Regions from separate parts of the Mus musculus genome. Here region 2 is linked to region 1. Evidence: chromatin contacts called from public Micro-C data. All regions are on one chromosome and are shown on one strand. The core of a region is the stretch at or near the end of the contact, and the rest is flanking DNA. Distances in the headings are between cores, read along the strand shown.

Evidence for each region. A called contact is a pair of places that touch in the nucleus more often than the background predicts.
Region 2: a contact with region 1 is called in a Micro-C map of embryonic stem cells, with 6 times the contacts expected there. The contact joins the promoter of Plxdc1 here to the promoter of Npepps in region 1. A contact is called at or near these places in 1 of 484 Hi-C or Micro-C datasets (embryonic stem cells) and 1 of 115 datasets of contacts at active chromatin or transcription factors (bone marrow-derived dendritic cells).

Annotation. Positions count from the first base shown.
Region 1 is chr11:97,276,906-97,284,196 of GRCm38.p6, reverse strand. Npepps (aminopeptidase puromycin sensitive) reads left to right here and starts at 3,621. Exons shown (of 23, transcript NM_008942.3): 1 at 3,621-3,996. The coding sequence starts at 3,739. Gm11592 (a long non-coding RNA gene) reads right to left here and starts at 3,503. Exons shown (of 3, transcript XR_001780313.2): 1 at 3,056-3,503; 2 at 1,493-1,614; 3 at 888-971.
Region 2 is chr11:97,980,834-97,987,745 of GRCm38.p6, reverse strand. Plxdc1 (plexin domain containing 1) reads left to right here and starts at 1,300. Exons shown (of 14, transcript NM_028199.3): 1 at 1,300-1,508. The coding sequence starts at 1,430.

The DNA of each region.
Region 1 (7,291 bases), core at 2,372-4,871:
TTTTTTAATTCTCTTTTCCATACACCCCTACCCCATCCATTGCTTCTGTAGGTTTTGTGTTTGTGACACAGGTAAGTGGAGAGCGAAAACAACTCCTAGGAGTCTGTTTTTTCCCCCACTGTGTGGCTTCTGGGGACGGAGTTTAGATTGTGAGGTTTGGAGGCAAGTGCCTTTAGCCACTGAGTTATCTTGCCAGCCCCCTTTTAACTTTTTTTTTTTTTTTTTCTTTAAGACAGGGTTTCTCTGTATAGCTCTGACTGTCCTGGAATTCACTCTGTAGACCAGGCTAGCCTCGAACCCCTTTTAGTTTTTTTTAAAAAAAATATATTTTTATTTTATGTACATTGGTGTTTTGACTGCATGTATGTCCCTTGGAGGGTGTCAGATCCCCTAGAATAGGAGGAATTAACAGTTGTGAGCTGCCATGTGATTGCTGGGAACTGACCTAGGTTCTCTGGAAGAACAGACAGTGCTCTTAACCACTGAGCCATCTCTCTAGTTCTCCACCTCGCCCCCAAGTTTTTATTGACGCTTATAGACTAGAAGAAGAGGCCTTTGTTTTGTTTTTTTGTTGTTGTTGGTTTTTTTTTTTTTGTTTATTTTATTTATTTATTTTTTGGTTTTTTGAGACAGGGTTTCTCTGTATAGTCCTGGCTGTCCTGGAACTCACTTTGTAGACGAGGCTGGCCTCAAACTCAGAAATCCACCTGCCTCTGTCTCCTGAGTGCTGGGATTAAAGGCGTGCACCACCATGCCTGGCGTACGCATCGCCATTCTTATTTTTTTATTTATTATATGTAAGCACACTGTAGCTGTCTTCAGACACTCCAGAAGAGCGCATCAGATTTCGTTACGGATGGTTGTGAGCCACCATGTGGTTGCTAGGATTTGAACTCAGGACCTTTGGAAGAGCAGCCGGCACTCTTAACCGCTGAGCCATCTCACCAGCCCACGCATCGCCATTCTTAATCCTGTGATTTAATAAAAGATTGTCTATAGTTGTAGGTTCACAGTTTCCCTGTGGGACAGATTTTTTTTGTACAGGAGAGACAGCACAGACTGAAGAAGAATTCTCTCTTGGCCTATTGTTTAGTTGGCTCAATAGCAACCAAGATGCACTTTGCTCAGGGCCTAGTACTGAAAGCAATAAAAGAAGTAGAGAGTGAGCTCTTTGAAAAGTAAATGAATCAGAAGGAAAATGAAAAGACTGAGGAGTGGTGGCTCAAGTCTGCAATCCCGGCACCCCAAAGGCTGAGGCCTCAGTGTGAGAGCCTGCCTTAAAGAGAAGAAACAACAGGGCACGGTGGTTTAGGACTTTAATTCTAGCACTTGGGAAGCACAGATGGGCAGATCTTTGAGAGTTAAGTGCCAACCAGTTTTCATAGTTAATTTCATGCTAGCCAGGGCTATATAGTGAGACCCTGTTTTTGAAAAAGAAAGAAAGATAGAAAAGTAGAGGAGGAGAAATGGAAAATAAAATAGGGAAACAAACCAACTGGTGGTGGGGCTGCTGCTGCTGCCTGTAAGGCTGAGGCAGGAAAACTGCTGAAAGGCTCCGTGCCAGGCTGCTCTATATAGTGATTTTGAGGCCAGCATAGGCTATAGAGTGAAACCCTGTCCAAGAGGAAAAAAAAAAAAAAACATTAAAAACAAAATAAAAAAAAAAGCAAGCCAGCTCTTGCTAGCTCATCCTACAAAGATCTACAAACCTAATATTCAATTGCAAAACATAAGACCAAGTCCACATGAATCGGCAGAGTTCCGGAGCTAATCGGAAAGGGCTAGAGCAGGGTGGAGTTCTGCAATGGAACTCTTCCTGGCAAGGTGAGGGAAGGGAGGGGCGCACATTTCACAAAAACGGATGAGCAGGCCACTGAAACACTCATTCCTGAGCAAATTAGCAATCTGTGAGGGCTAGACAGTAATCGAGTTAGACTGTAGAATTGATGTTAAAGGGTAAACAGCTCATAGGCAGCCTTAGATGGTTATAAATCAATTTTGCTTTGACAGGAGGAAGCCTTTTGTTTTTTTTTTTTTTTTTAAATGCAAACATTTTGAGGAGATCATACACAGTTGGATTAGAATAAACCAAACTGGCAGAATTATGAAGGAAGCTGTTTATAATGTTCTCAAGGAGAAAACCAGAAACAACTGGGTCTCAATTCCAGCTCCACCAATTATTAGCTGTACACAGGTCTAGAGCAAGTCATGATCTTTCTATGTGCCTGTTTTTGCATATATAAAACAGGTTGGGGGTCCACCTCACAGAGCGTCTGAGAGATAAAATGAACGTGTAAAGTGTTAGCAAGTATTCCAGACATATTAAAGGCCCGTCTCTTTAAGAATTGCATCTGTGTTTCTAAAAAGCACGTAGGATTTTTGGAGGAAAGCAGGGCAGGTTGAGGATCCACAACTGTGCTGCCCAATACAGTAGGCATTAGCCATGTGTTGCCCTGGCTGTCCTAGAACTCACTCTGTAGTGAAGGCTGGCCTCAAACTCAGAGAGATCTGCCTGCCTCTGCCTCCAGAAGCCAGTACCACCACTGCCAGGCACCTCATTAGCATCTTTAAAATGCATTACATGATGAAATTATAATCTGAATATATTGGGCTAGGGAGATGAGGTGCAATAACTTCTGTTGTTTTAATTCTATCTAGTGGCTCACAGTGTCATGTCTGTAGGACAGTGCTTGTTTAGTTTTGACTCTACCTTACAAGTTTCTATAAAAGAAATACGCTTTTAGGAATATTTTTGCCTTGATTTAAACATAGGTCTTAGAGATAACTACAGAATGGAGGGAGCCACAGTTAGGATACTTTTACAGAAGTCACAACTGGTAAAGGGTCTTTTCAGTTAAAAAAGCAGAAACAAAAACAAGGGGCGTGGGGGTGTGGCTCAGTGGCATGGCGCTTGCCCAGCCTGTGTAGAGGCTTTGAGTTCAAAGCCTAGCACCACAGGAAGGGAAAAATCCGGAAACAGACAGTTGATCATTATTATCATCTGTGTTTTCTTAATCAAAATCTTACTGTGTGCCCAGACCATTCTGGAACTCACTCTGTAGTCCAGGCTGGCCCATGATGATCGTCCTGCCTCAGCCTCCGTGCCCAGCAATGAAGCATCTTGTTTTAAATATGAAATCGTGGGATCCTGTATTTCTAGTCTTTGAAACCACTCTCCTAAAAGGTCTAGATTTCACTGGTTGGAGCGACCTTGAATAACTAAGTGTTTCCTCGGAAAACTGTTTTCAGATCATCCCTTCAACTGGCTATTTCCTAGGGAAAAAAAAAAGCCTCAGGTCGGGCTCACACCGCTGAGGTGGAATGGCTCTTTCCACGCGTCCCCTACCCCCCCGCGCTGACTTGACCGCTGCGTAGGCTTCCATTTTCCACAGAGCTCCTCCATGCCCTTCGTGGCTCTTTCCTGCCACCGGCCGACGACAGGTGCAGCGCCAAGCGCCTCCTCTCGCCTTCCCCGTTCGCCGACCGCGGCCTCGCCGCCCCGCCCCGCCCTCGGCGCGCGCCCTCAGCGGGGTCGCGCCCGCCCCGCGGGGTCGCGCACGCAGCCGCCGCCGCCTCCCTCCCCGCCCTCCTCCCCTGCCCTCCCCTCCGCCCCCTTCCCCGTAGGCAGCCCGCCCGCACCGCCGCCCGCCCGCCCGCCCGGCCCAGGCACCCGCTGGGTCTGTCCCCCGCCCCAGCCTCCCCGGCGGCTCTCGGCAGGCGGTCGCCCGCGCCCGGTGAATGTGGCTGGCAGCCGCCGTCCCCTCCCTCGCTCGCCGCCTGCTCCTCCTCGGCCCTCCGCCTCCTCCCCTCCTTCTCCTCCTCAGCCGCTCCTCTCGCCGCCGCCGCCGCCTCCACAGCCTGGGCCTCGCCGCGATGCCGGAGAAGCGGCCCTTCGAGCGGCTGCCCGCCGAGGTGTCGCCCATCAACTACAGCCTCTGCCTCAAGCCCGATTTGCTGGACTTCACCTTCGAGGGCAAGCTGGAGGCCGCCGCCCAGGTACTGCGACCCTCGGGCGCCGGGGGGCGAGCAGCGGGCGGGCGGGCGAGCAGTTAGGCCGCGCCCGCGGGCTGGGTTGGAGGCCGGGGCGGGTTGGGCGCGTGGGCCGCGGGACCGAGCGGGAGGCGGGTGCGGCGCGCCCCTCGAGCCGGCCGGCCGGGCGGGGACCGCGCTGCGGGAGTCTGCGGGCGGTGCGCCCCTCGGGGGGCCAGCACACCTGTGTGCAGCGCCCCTGGTCCCCGCCTTCCGGGCCCCGAGCTCCGGGAGAGGCTGGGTGGGGGCTGGGGAACTAGAAGGGGCTAGGACTGCCTGCTCGGTGGCACCCCTGCGGACTGCGTTCTTTCCTGGTCGTCCCTTTACTCCGCCGGGGATAGGTTGGAAGGGGCGGTCATCAGGCACTTGAGAGCGAGGAGGGGCGAGTCTAGAAGGTTGGGGGCAGGGGGGAGTGGAGCGAGAATGTTAATCCCAGGCAGCCTCACCGAGTTCTCCCGGCCTGATCCTGCCCAGGGGCCGGGTTTCCAGGATGATCCGCCCCCTCCCCCTTCCCCTCAAATGACAGTGCAGCAGTGACTTTGTTCTCCCCTAACCTCCAGAGAAGCCGCGGAGGACCCTAGCTCCTCTTCTCCTATCCGCCTTGCTCTCGCAACCTGTGAAGCTGGTGGATTTATTGCTTCAGTGGCGGTTGCTTAGCAGTCCCCTCTTCTGAAAGAAAGCTCTCAGTCTTAGCCTGCCACTGGTGAAAATATTCCATTACTCTTCTTTGCAGTTTTTTTGGTGAATCATACGCTCCTCCCTCCTCCCCGAAGCATTATCTGGCAGTATTGTTTGATTTCGGAGACCATCCATATAGATGGCTCACAGAGGTCTCAAACGGTTACGATAAATAACCATGGGTATGATGTGTTACGTGAGATCGGAAATGAAAATTGGGAGCTGTTTGATAGCTATCTGTGACAGGAGTGGTGGAAATAGAATTGGTTCCGTTTCTTTTCCTACCCCAGCTAGGGGTTGGGGAACACGAGTGGTGGAGGAAGCCAGGCCAGTAGGCCTCAACCAAAAAGATGAGGGAGGGTGTGTGTTGCAATGAAATGAGAGAAACGTAGACTAGAATTTGAGTGATTTGAAAGCCGAGAAAGTATGATACTCGAGTTTGAAAATCTGTGTAAAAGTACAGAACTTAAAAGTATGCTTTTAGATTTGGAACATTGGCTTTGCCAGCCTTAGATGCTGGCAGCATCACTGTCCACAGCAGAGTGCCTTGTGACCTTTGGAGAAAGGGCCTACACTTGGGATGAGTTTGAATTATGAGAAAACACTAACTTTAAGGAAGCTGGCCCGAGTTAATAAATCTGGAAGGTGTGCGCACTGAGTGAAGACATTGAGGAAAAAGCAGTACAGATTTGCTTACAGGTTATTGAGGTTTATGGACATGTTAGAACAACAAGCAGCAACATGTTCCCCCGCCCCGCCCCCCCTCTAAAAGTGTGTTTGTGTGTGAGTGGGTGGGGGTGCGTGGGAGCTATGGTATGTATACTCTCTGTCTCTTACCCTTTCACTATGGGATCTCGGGTTCTAACTCAGGCTGCTTAGTTTCCATAGTAATCACGTTTACCTCTTCCTACTTCTCTGAAGAGCTGGAAACAAGTTGGAGGGCACATCTTTATTCCCAGCACTTGGGAGGCAGAGGCAGGTGGATTTCTGAGTTCCAGGCCAGCCTGGACTATAGAGTGAGTTCCAGGTCAGCCAGAGCTACCTACACAGAAAAATCTGTTTTGAAAAACAAAACAAAACAAACAAAAGGAGATGATAATATGTGGAAGATTGGTTTCTGCCTTTGCGGAAGCACAAGGTTGTATGTTACCTAGCAGCGGGACTTAGTGTCCTTGAACTCACTGTCTCTTGCCTCAACCTCCAGAGCAGCTTAGATTCTTGACACACACCATCATGTCTGGCTGATTTGTGAATCTGATCCAAGGAAGTAACTGGATCTTTTTGATAGAATAGACTTTACAAAGAAGGAACAAGGCATTCCCGTCTTTAATTTTGTGTCCTACTGTGAGTGCATAGGTGTGTGTGGGTGTGCATACACGAGTGCCGAGGCATGCATGTCCATAGAGGTCACTGGACAGGTTTTCAGAGTAGGTTCTGTGTTTCCATCATGTCGGCCCCGGGATTGAGCTTAACTCAATAGTCTTGGCAGCAAATGCCTTTACCCACTGAGCCACCTTTCTGATCTTCAAAAAAGAAAAACACAAAACAAAAAAAATTTTTTTTTCCTCCCAGAGAGTCTTTTCAGGCTAGGTGGCAACATAAAGATGGGGTAATAGCAAATTTAACAAGTTGATTAAGGGATAATTAGACTTTTTAGTTGTCCCTTTTGAAGTATAAAAGAATTCACAGTAGTTAAAGCAACTAGATCCTTGACGCTGTATGTTGGAATAGTAGCATTAGGTGGTATCATTGTGGAAATTAAAAACATTGTAAATTTTAGATTGGTTAATGACATTAGGTAACTTTCTTAGCAGTTCGTATCATACTACATGGAATATTGAACCATTTTTCATGGTTGCCTTAGTTGTTTTAGTTGCAAAATTGAATGCAGAGTATTTGTACACGTTATATATTAGAGACTTGGTGGATTTTTAACCTGGCCTCAGGTGTCGGACTTCTGAAAGGTGAATGTAAAAATTGTCTTTTTACATAGATGAATTTTCTTTTCTTTTTTTATTTGTTTTTGTTTTTCTGAGACAGGGCTTTTCTAGGTAGCCCTGCCTGCCCTGGCACTCACTCACTAGATCAGGCTGACCTTGAACTCAGAGAGCCACCTGTCTTGTCTACTGAGTGCTGTGATTAAAGGCCTGAGCAACCATCGCCCAACTCATAGATGGCTATTCTAATTTAGCAGGGTTTTGAAATGGGGTCTTATACTCCGTGGCTGCCTTGGAATTGAGCTGCGTATTCCTGGCCACCTTCAAAGGCTTATCATTCCTCCTGCCATTGGAGTGCTAGGATTGTAAGCATGAGCCGCTGTGCTCAGTTTCAACAGGCTCTGAACATGTCTCAGGGGCCTGGAGAGATTTGTAGGCTTATAATTCATTTCATTTTCACTTTTATATTTGATGTTTTGGATCAGTAGACGCTTGAGAGATTTCAAAATCGGATCTGCCATTATTGATGATGAATTAAATTGGGTTCCAGGCTTACGTGAGTGTGACTGCAGCCTCTGCTTGAGTAGCTAGAACAGGAGTAGGACACTACTGTGGAAACCCGCTGTCTCAGAGAAATCAGGTTATAC
Region 2 (6,912 bases), core at 51-2,550, 710 kb before region 1:
ACGGCAGCCCCGTGGCTCATCACGGGTCCACTGGGTGGCGGTAGGAGGCCACATCTGGAAGGGACGGTTTCTTCGATACCCCAGAGGCTGTCCTGGGAGAATTCAGGCAAGGAATTAGAAAGTCAATGGCTGGCTAGGTTTGGTGGGCTCACCTCTGTAATCCCTTCAATAAACTGAAGAGTGATCGTGAGTTCGAAACCAACCTGGTCGACGGCGTTAGTCCTTACCTGGAAAACTAACAAAAGTCCCTTTGGTTGCGGGGCTTGCCTTGGCTCATAGTATTACATAATATTATATTGAGGTCTTGGGGAGACCACCTCTAGGTTTTTGGACCCAGAGGAGAGTGACACTGGGATTCATTTCCTTTCTTGGTCCTTCTTTTGACCTCAGTGCCAGGCCACTCACCTACTTAAGCCCACACTCTACTTCTGTCCCCAGCTGCAGCCTTCTTCTGGGGATAAGTCCCAGGAAGCAGTCTCTGCACCCTTTCTTTCCGCACTCTCCAGGTCCCCTACACAGAGGAAGCCAGGGGCCCCTCAGTCCTCTCCACTCTCTAGGCCCCAGTTCTTCTCCTTCCCATGAAGTAGGTCACAGGCACCTTCGTGCCTTGACCTGATTCCATGCCGTCTATTAAATCTCCTAAATTGCGGGTATTTTTATTCCATACTTGAAGGGGGTGGGGTGGGGGGGAAGTGCCCTATTCCCAGAGTCCGGTAAAGTGTGGTGGCAGTGGGCGCCACTTCTGGCTCTGGGTCTATCTTGGACTGATCTGGCCTTTCTGTGGAAGGGGCACCGAGCTGTTTCAAAGTGGGAATGTGCCAGTCTCGAGCACCTACATGTCTGCTGGACGGGAGGGGGGTGTGGGTGTGGGATGGAATGGGGTGGGGTCGGTGCTGGAGATGGGCTGTGAAGCAGTCAACTGGGGAGACGCAATTCGTGCCTCTTCTGGGGTAGAAGCTGGGGGGCGGGGGGGGGGGGCGCGGTTCGACTGCGGGAGATTCCTGGTGCGTGTCTGTGTGTGCACTTATGTAGAACACCAGGAAGCCACAGAAGTACAAGGACTAGCTCAGAAAGTCGCATGCTCTTGGGATGGGTGGTGGGAGCCAACGGCCCAAGTAGGGGCGCTTCCTGGGGCCCTTCACCTCGGCCTTTTACTTAGGTTTCTGGGGCAGCGGGGTTCTCTCGGTAACCAGAGATGTCCCGGCGCGGTCCCGGGTCCCGTGGGGTGCGGCGCGGAGCTCCGGGAGGCGGGGACCCCAGCGTTGCGCCCCGCCCTCTGGGTTCTCCCGCCCGCGCTCCCCAAGGCCGCAGCGCCGTGCTTCGCTCGCCCTGCCCGCTCCGCTCCCGCTCCCCGCTCGCCCAGCCCGGGGCTGCTCCCTCTGCAGCCGCCGCCGCCGCCGCGCAGACCCGGAGGTCGTCCGCGCCCACCATGCGAGCTCAGCTCTGGTTGCTGCAGTTGCTGCTACTCCGCGGGGCCGCGCGCGCGCTCAGTCCCGCAACACCCGCAGGTAGGACGCGCGGCCAGGGCAGGTGCAGACCCGCCAGCGGGACCTGGGTCCTGTCCTCAGGACGCCAGGGATAGGGGACAAGGACCCTACTTTCTCTGTGTGCGCACAGAGGGTGCGCACCTCCTACTGCTGTCGGAAGGACGTGGAGGGACCCAGGCCGGGGTCTCCAGAATAGTCACAGGGACCGGCGATCATTTCAGAGAGGCGTTTGCTTTTCTTTTCCATGCTCTTCCCTGCTGCCTCTCTCAGCTGCTCTAGGTGGGGTCCCAGTTGGGCTTGTGACTGCGTGGGAGTCGCCGGAGGATGGGAGACATCCTGGCACCAGCCTGGCCGTCTAACTTGCTTCCCCTACCTATTGCGTACTGGTGGAGAGGCAGGGACCCCAGGAAAAAGCAGCCAGCTGCTCCCCGATCTCCCAGGGTCAAGGGTTCCCTTCTCCCCCCTGCTAGGTTCTGCTCGGTTCTCAGTTGCACAGGCTGAGCATGGAGGTAAGGGGGTGAGGGTGGAGGAGGAGCTTCCATTCTGCACACTCCTCTTTCCTCTAGACCAGTTTCTCAAGCCATTTCTTCCTCTTGAGGTCCTTTCAGGGATCTACTTTGAATCCCTCACGTTATCAAGAAAGGCCGTTTTTAAAAATATATATGGTTTAGTTTCTGCACCCAGGCTTTCTCGGGGAGGTGGGGGCTGGGAATAAGGGTGATTTCACAAGCTCCTTAAAAGGGAAGTGAGTGTCCCACTTGCTGTTGTGTCAGCATAGTGCCTAACTGTGTTCTTGACTTTGATGGTCACGGTAGGTAGGTAGTCCAAATGAATCTGGGTTGGGATGAGATGGTATGAGTGGAGGATGCTGGTGGTGACTGCGGGGGTAGAGGACAGAGAAGTCACATGTCCAGAGACTAGTGTGGACCCATCGGTGTCCATGGTGGCTCCCACAGAAGGTAGCTGAGCACTTAGCTTTTAGTTCTGTTGTCTCACTTGCTGTGTGACCTTGGGCGAGTTACTTACCCAAGTTACTTTCTCTGGGCTCAGTTTTTGATGTATAAAAAGAGGTTCTTGACTAAATCTTTGGCTCTTGAAGGTGGAGTTATGAAAGATTATTTTTCCCCCTTAAGATATTCTTTACTTCTCGGACAGGTACAGGCAACTGATAATTTATCTTAAAATGGTAACTAGAAAGGGACTGAGTGGGTTAAGTCCCGAGTCCTTTTCAGCCTTAGGCTGGTGTGTTTCCTGAACTCAGATATGGCTGGGTTGATGAGGGATTTGGGCCGAGGAGAGGGTTGAGGAAGGGAGCTGGCTACATCAGGGGACCCAGAGACAAGTGTCACTTTTGTAAGTACAGACTACTTAGCCGTCTCTGCTTTTAGATTCATCTGGAAGACATCGGGCATCTGCAGCAAGTGAGATTGAGGTTAGACCCTAGGAAGCTGTAAAAAGCCGTCAGGGCAATTGTTGACTCATCCCAGGTTGGGCTGGGTTTGGTAGTAAGGTTTTGTAGAGGCCATCTGAGGATGTGGGGGAATGGGGAAGGCTGGGAGGGGTCCTTCATGGAGACTGGCTGCTTGCTCTGTATGATAGAGCCCCTGAGGTCAATGAGGGGGTGGGAGTGGGGGACCCAAGGAGGCCTAGCTCCACCTGGGGCAATGGTGTCCCCATCAGGGCTGGTGTTCCTCCATCCCTACAGTCTTGTTCCCATCATCATCCTTACAAGGGACACAGGAGGCATCGATGACCTGAAGAAGGAAGGAGTCTACTGAGGAGAGCCCAGAAGCAGCCTGTAGTCAGGCAGAGAGGAAGATGGCCTCCAGGCCCAGGAAGGGGTCACTGATGGTCTGGTCCCAGAGAAACCAAAGACATCCAGGATACACACAGAAGGGAGAATCTTTCAGGCAGCCATTTTGGAAACTCACAAGCAATCCCTGCAGTCACCTATGTTCTGAGCCAAGGTTGCTTGTCTCTAGAGTCAGGGCCAAACAGATGTTTTGTAACCCAACCAACCTTAATCTGCTTTCAGTTTCCTCCTTGCCCACCAGGGGCCTCCCAATAAACTAATATACTGTTGACTAAAATTCAGATTCCTCACAATGGTTTCTGGGATTGCTGCTCTTCCTGTCAGCTGCAGGCTTCCCTCCTCAGAGAGATCTACCCTGCTGGGAGGGCCTGGGCAACCACCATACTGTCCTGGTTCACTGGGCTGTGTCTACGGGAAGACATGCAGAGTGTTTGTGCTCAGGACCATGCCCTCCTGTCACTGAGAACTCCTCCACACCCCCACCCCCATCCCCCACACCCCCACCTTGTGTGGAAATCTGCTTAATAAATGTGTGTGGGAAAGCTGGGCACGGTGGGCCACACTGAGAGCAAGGCCACTTGGAGGAAAAAGGATCTCATGTTCAAGGTCATCTTCGGCTACATAGTGAGTTCAAGGCCAGCCTCCTACACAAAGCAGCCAGGTGACCCTGTTTAAACAAAACTGAACCCTTGGGGTAATCCTCAGAAAGCAGAGCCCCATCCCCCACCTCACCCCACCCCACCCCTTCTGCTACTTTGTGTCCCTTTTTCTTGTGCACCCTTTTAATCTCCAAGGTGAAGGGCAGGGTCTCACCAGGAGGGGCTTTATATCAGGAGGTGGGATTTGTTAGGCCTGGGACAACCTTGTGTGACCTTGTATGAAGCAAAGACCAGGACTTGGAGGCACAGTGTCATGTAGCCCCGGCTGGCTTTGAACTCACTTGTAACTGAGGATGGCCCTGACTTTCTGCCTCCACCCGACAGCACTGGGTAATGGGATTCCAGGCGTAACGCCATCATGTCATGTTAATAGAGCCCTGGAGAATTGAACCCAGAGCTTCTGGCATGCTAGGTGACATGCGAGGTGAGCACTCTACCAACTGAGCTACAACTCCCCCGAGCGCTGCCTGGGAGGTTGGTCTTGCCGGCTGGTTTGTGTAGATGGTTTGCTGAAGATTCAACCTAGCAAGTGATAGAACTGTTCTCACCTCATCTTGTCTGTCAGAGACGGAGGCTTCCAGAGTCTGTAAACTGTGGCATTCTGGTTCAAGGTTGGGCCTCCAGCTTGGTGGCAAACCTGTCTTCTGTCAGTGCTGTGATAGAACATCGATGGTCTCCAGCAGGGCTGTGCCCGAGGGAGGGTCTCAGTCCTAGAGGCTGGGTGCTGAGTTTCTCCCTCCTCCTGCCAGCCTCCCACCCCCTCCACTCACGGGTGCCTCCTGAACACTGGTCCTTGCAGTGCCCAGAATTCTAGATGCAGAGGTGACCAAGGACATGACAGTCCAGGAGGCCGGCTTGGGTGGTGCCCTTGGCATCTGGGTGAGGAGGAGAGAAGCGTCAGGGAGACTTTTTGAAGCAACGGCATCTTGTCAGATTTGAAGGATGAGGAGAAGCTCACGGGGAAGCGGGTTACTTAGGAGCACAGCGTTCTTGGCTGAGAAGACTTTGTGAATCTATGGTGGCTGAATGGCAGGCCTAGGTCCTAGAGGGCCAGGAGGGATGTGAGAGAAAGAGAAAGCAGAACCTGGCCGTAAGGGCCCTGGGATCAGCTCCAGGGGTGTGGTGAGAGGGACGCAGGAATGATGGACCACATGGGCATAAGAGCTCTCAGATCAGCTGCAGGGGTGCGGTGAGAGGGACGCAGGAATGATGGACCACATGGGCATAAGAGCTCTCAGATCAGCTGCAGGGGTGTGGTGAGAGGGACGCAGGAATGATGGACCACATGGGCATAAGAGCTCTCAGATCAGCTGCAGGGGTGTGGTGAGAGGGACGCAGGAATGATGGACCACATGGGCATAAGAGCTCTCAGATCAGCTGCAGGGGTGTGGTGAGAGGGACGCAGGAATGATGGACCACATGGGCATAAGAGCTCTCAGATCAGCTGCAGGGGTGCGGTGAGAGGGACGCAGGAATGATGGATCACATGGGCATAAGAGCTCTCAGATCAGCTGCAGGGGTGCGGTGAGAGGGACGCAGGAATGATGGATCACATGGGCATAAGAGCTCTCAGATCAGCTGCAGGGGTGCGGTGAGAGGGATGCAAGAATGATGGATCACATGGGTCTTCCATGCGGCTTGCTCTAGCTCGAGTGTGTGGGCAACTGGCTCTAGGGCATACCGGGTGGAAGGTGAAATGGATACCCAGAGAGAGCATCAGCAGTCAGAACAATATGGAGGCAGTATGGCTAGCTTGAGTTGGGTCAGGCCCCGGGTGGTGCAACCCAGTTCCTCCTCAGCCCTGCTCACACTGCAGCAGGGCTGTGCCAGATCAGGGGCTGGGGGCATGATCCTTGTACTCCTCTATATACAGTCCTGGCTGACCCAAAACTAGCTCTGTAGGCCAGGCTGGCCTTGAACTCACAGAGCTCTGCCTGCCTCTGCCTCCTGAGTGCTGAGTTTAAGGGAGTGCTGCTACGCTTGGCCATACTGCACTGTGCTCTATGGTTCTGCCAGACTGAAGCCGGCCGGCCTTAGTTCCAGTCCTGCCATGGAATGAGTGGGTGAGCCAGAGGCGGGTTGTTAGCCTTGTTTTATAAAACAGATCTAATGCTAGTGCCCATCTCCTGGGGTTGATTGGCATGGGGATGAAAGAAAGGATGAAAGACCACTGAGAGTGGCTTTGTCTCCTGGAGCCACTGCTGTCACACCATGCCCTTAGATGGTATAGCCCTGAGTGATGGTTTAGTCTCTGTTCTGGAGGCCAAGGATGGAATGGGAACAGAGAGGCAGAATCAGCACCAAGGGTGCCCAGGGGTGCCCAGGCATGCCCTCCATGTAAATCTGTTAGGCTGTAGCTTCCATTAGGCTTCAAGGCTGTGTGCCCAGACATCTATGTGGTCCTGTGCCTATGTGACCAACCAGCTGCACTGACTCCTGGCACGGACTAAGAGGTGACATCTTGCTCATCCAACTGGAAGGGCAGACATGCTGTAGCTGGGGAGACACTTCTGGGGATTCCTAGTTCTGAGCCTCCTCTGCTCTTCCTCCGTCATCCTGCATAGAACTCATACCCTTACTCCTAGATGGATGGGATGCCTGAATGGTTTTTACTCAGTACCGGGATCAGCCCTGTTATTGGTGTGATTGTTACACAGAGAAGCTGCAGCTTCAAGAGGAAAGACTGCCAGGTCCTAGCTTAGGGGTGGTGGGCTGGAACGGGGAGCCCAGATGTTTTTCACTGCCATCCTGTGGGCCTCCTCCCTCCCTATTCAACATCCCTCTCCAAGGTCAGTCCAAGTCCGTGGTACTTCCTGCCTGTCCTCAACTTGGCTGCCTGTGTGGCTTTCCAGTCCTAGCTCCTGCCCTGCCCTTGGGGACACTTGCAGGAGGATTTGGGGAGAAGGCCACCCAACTCACTACAAACAGACCTGCCACGAACAGCTGTGGCCTT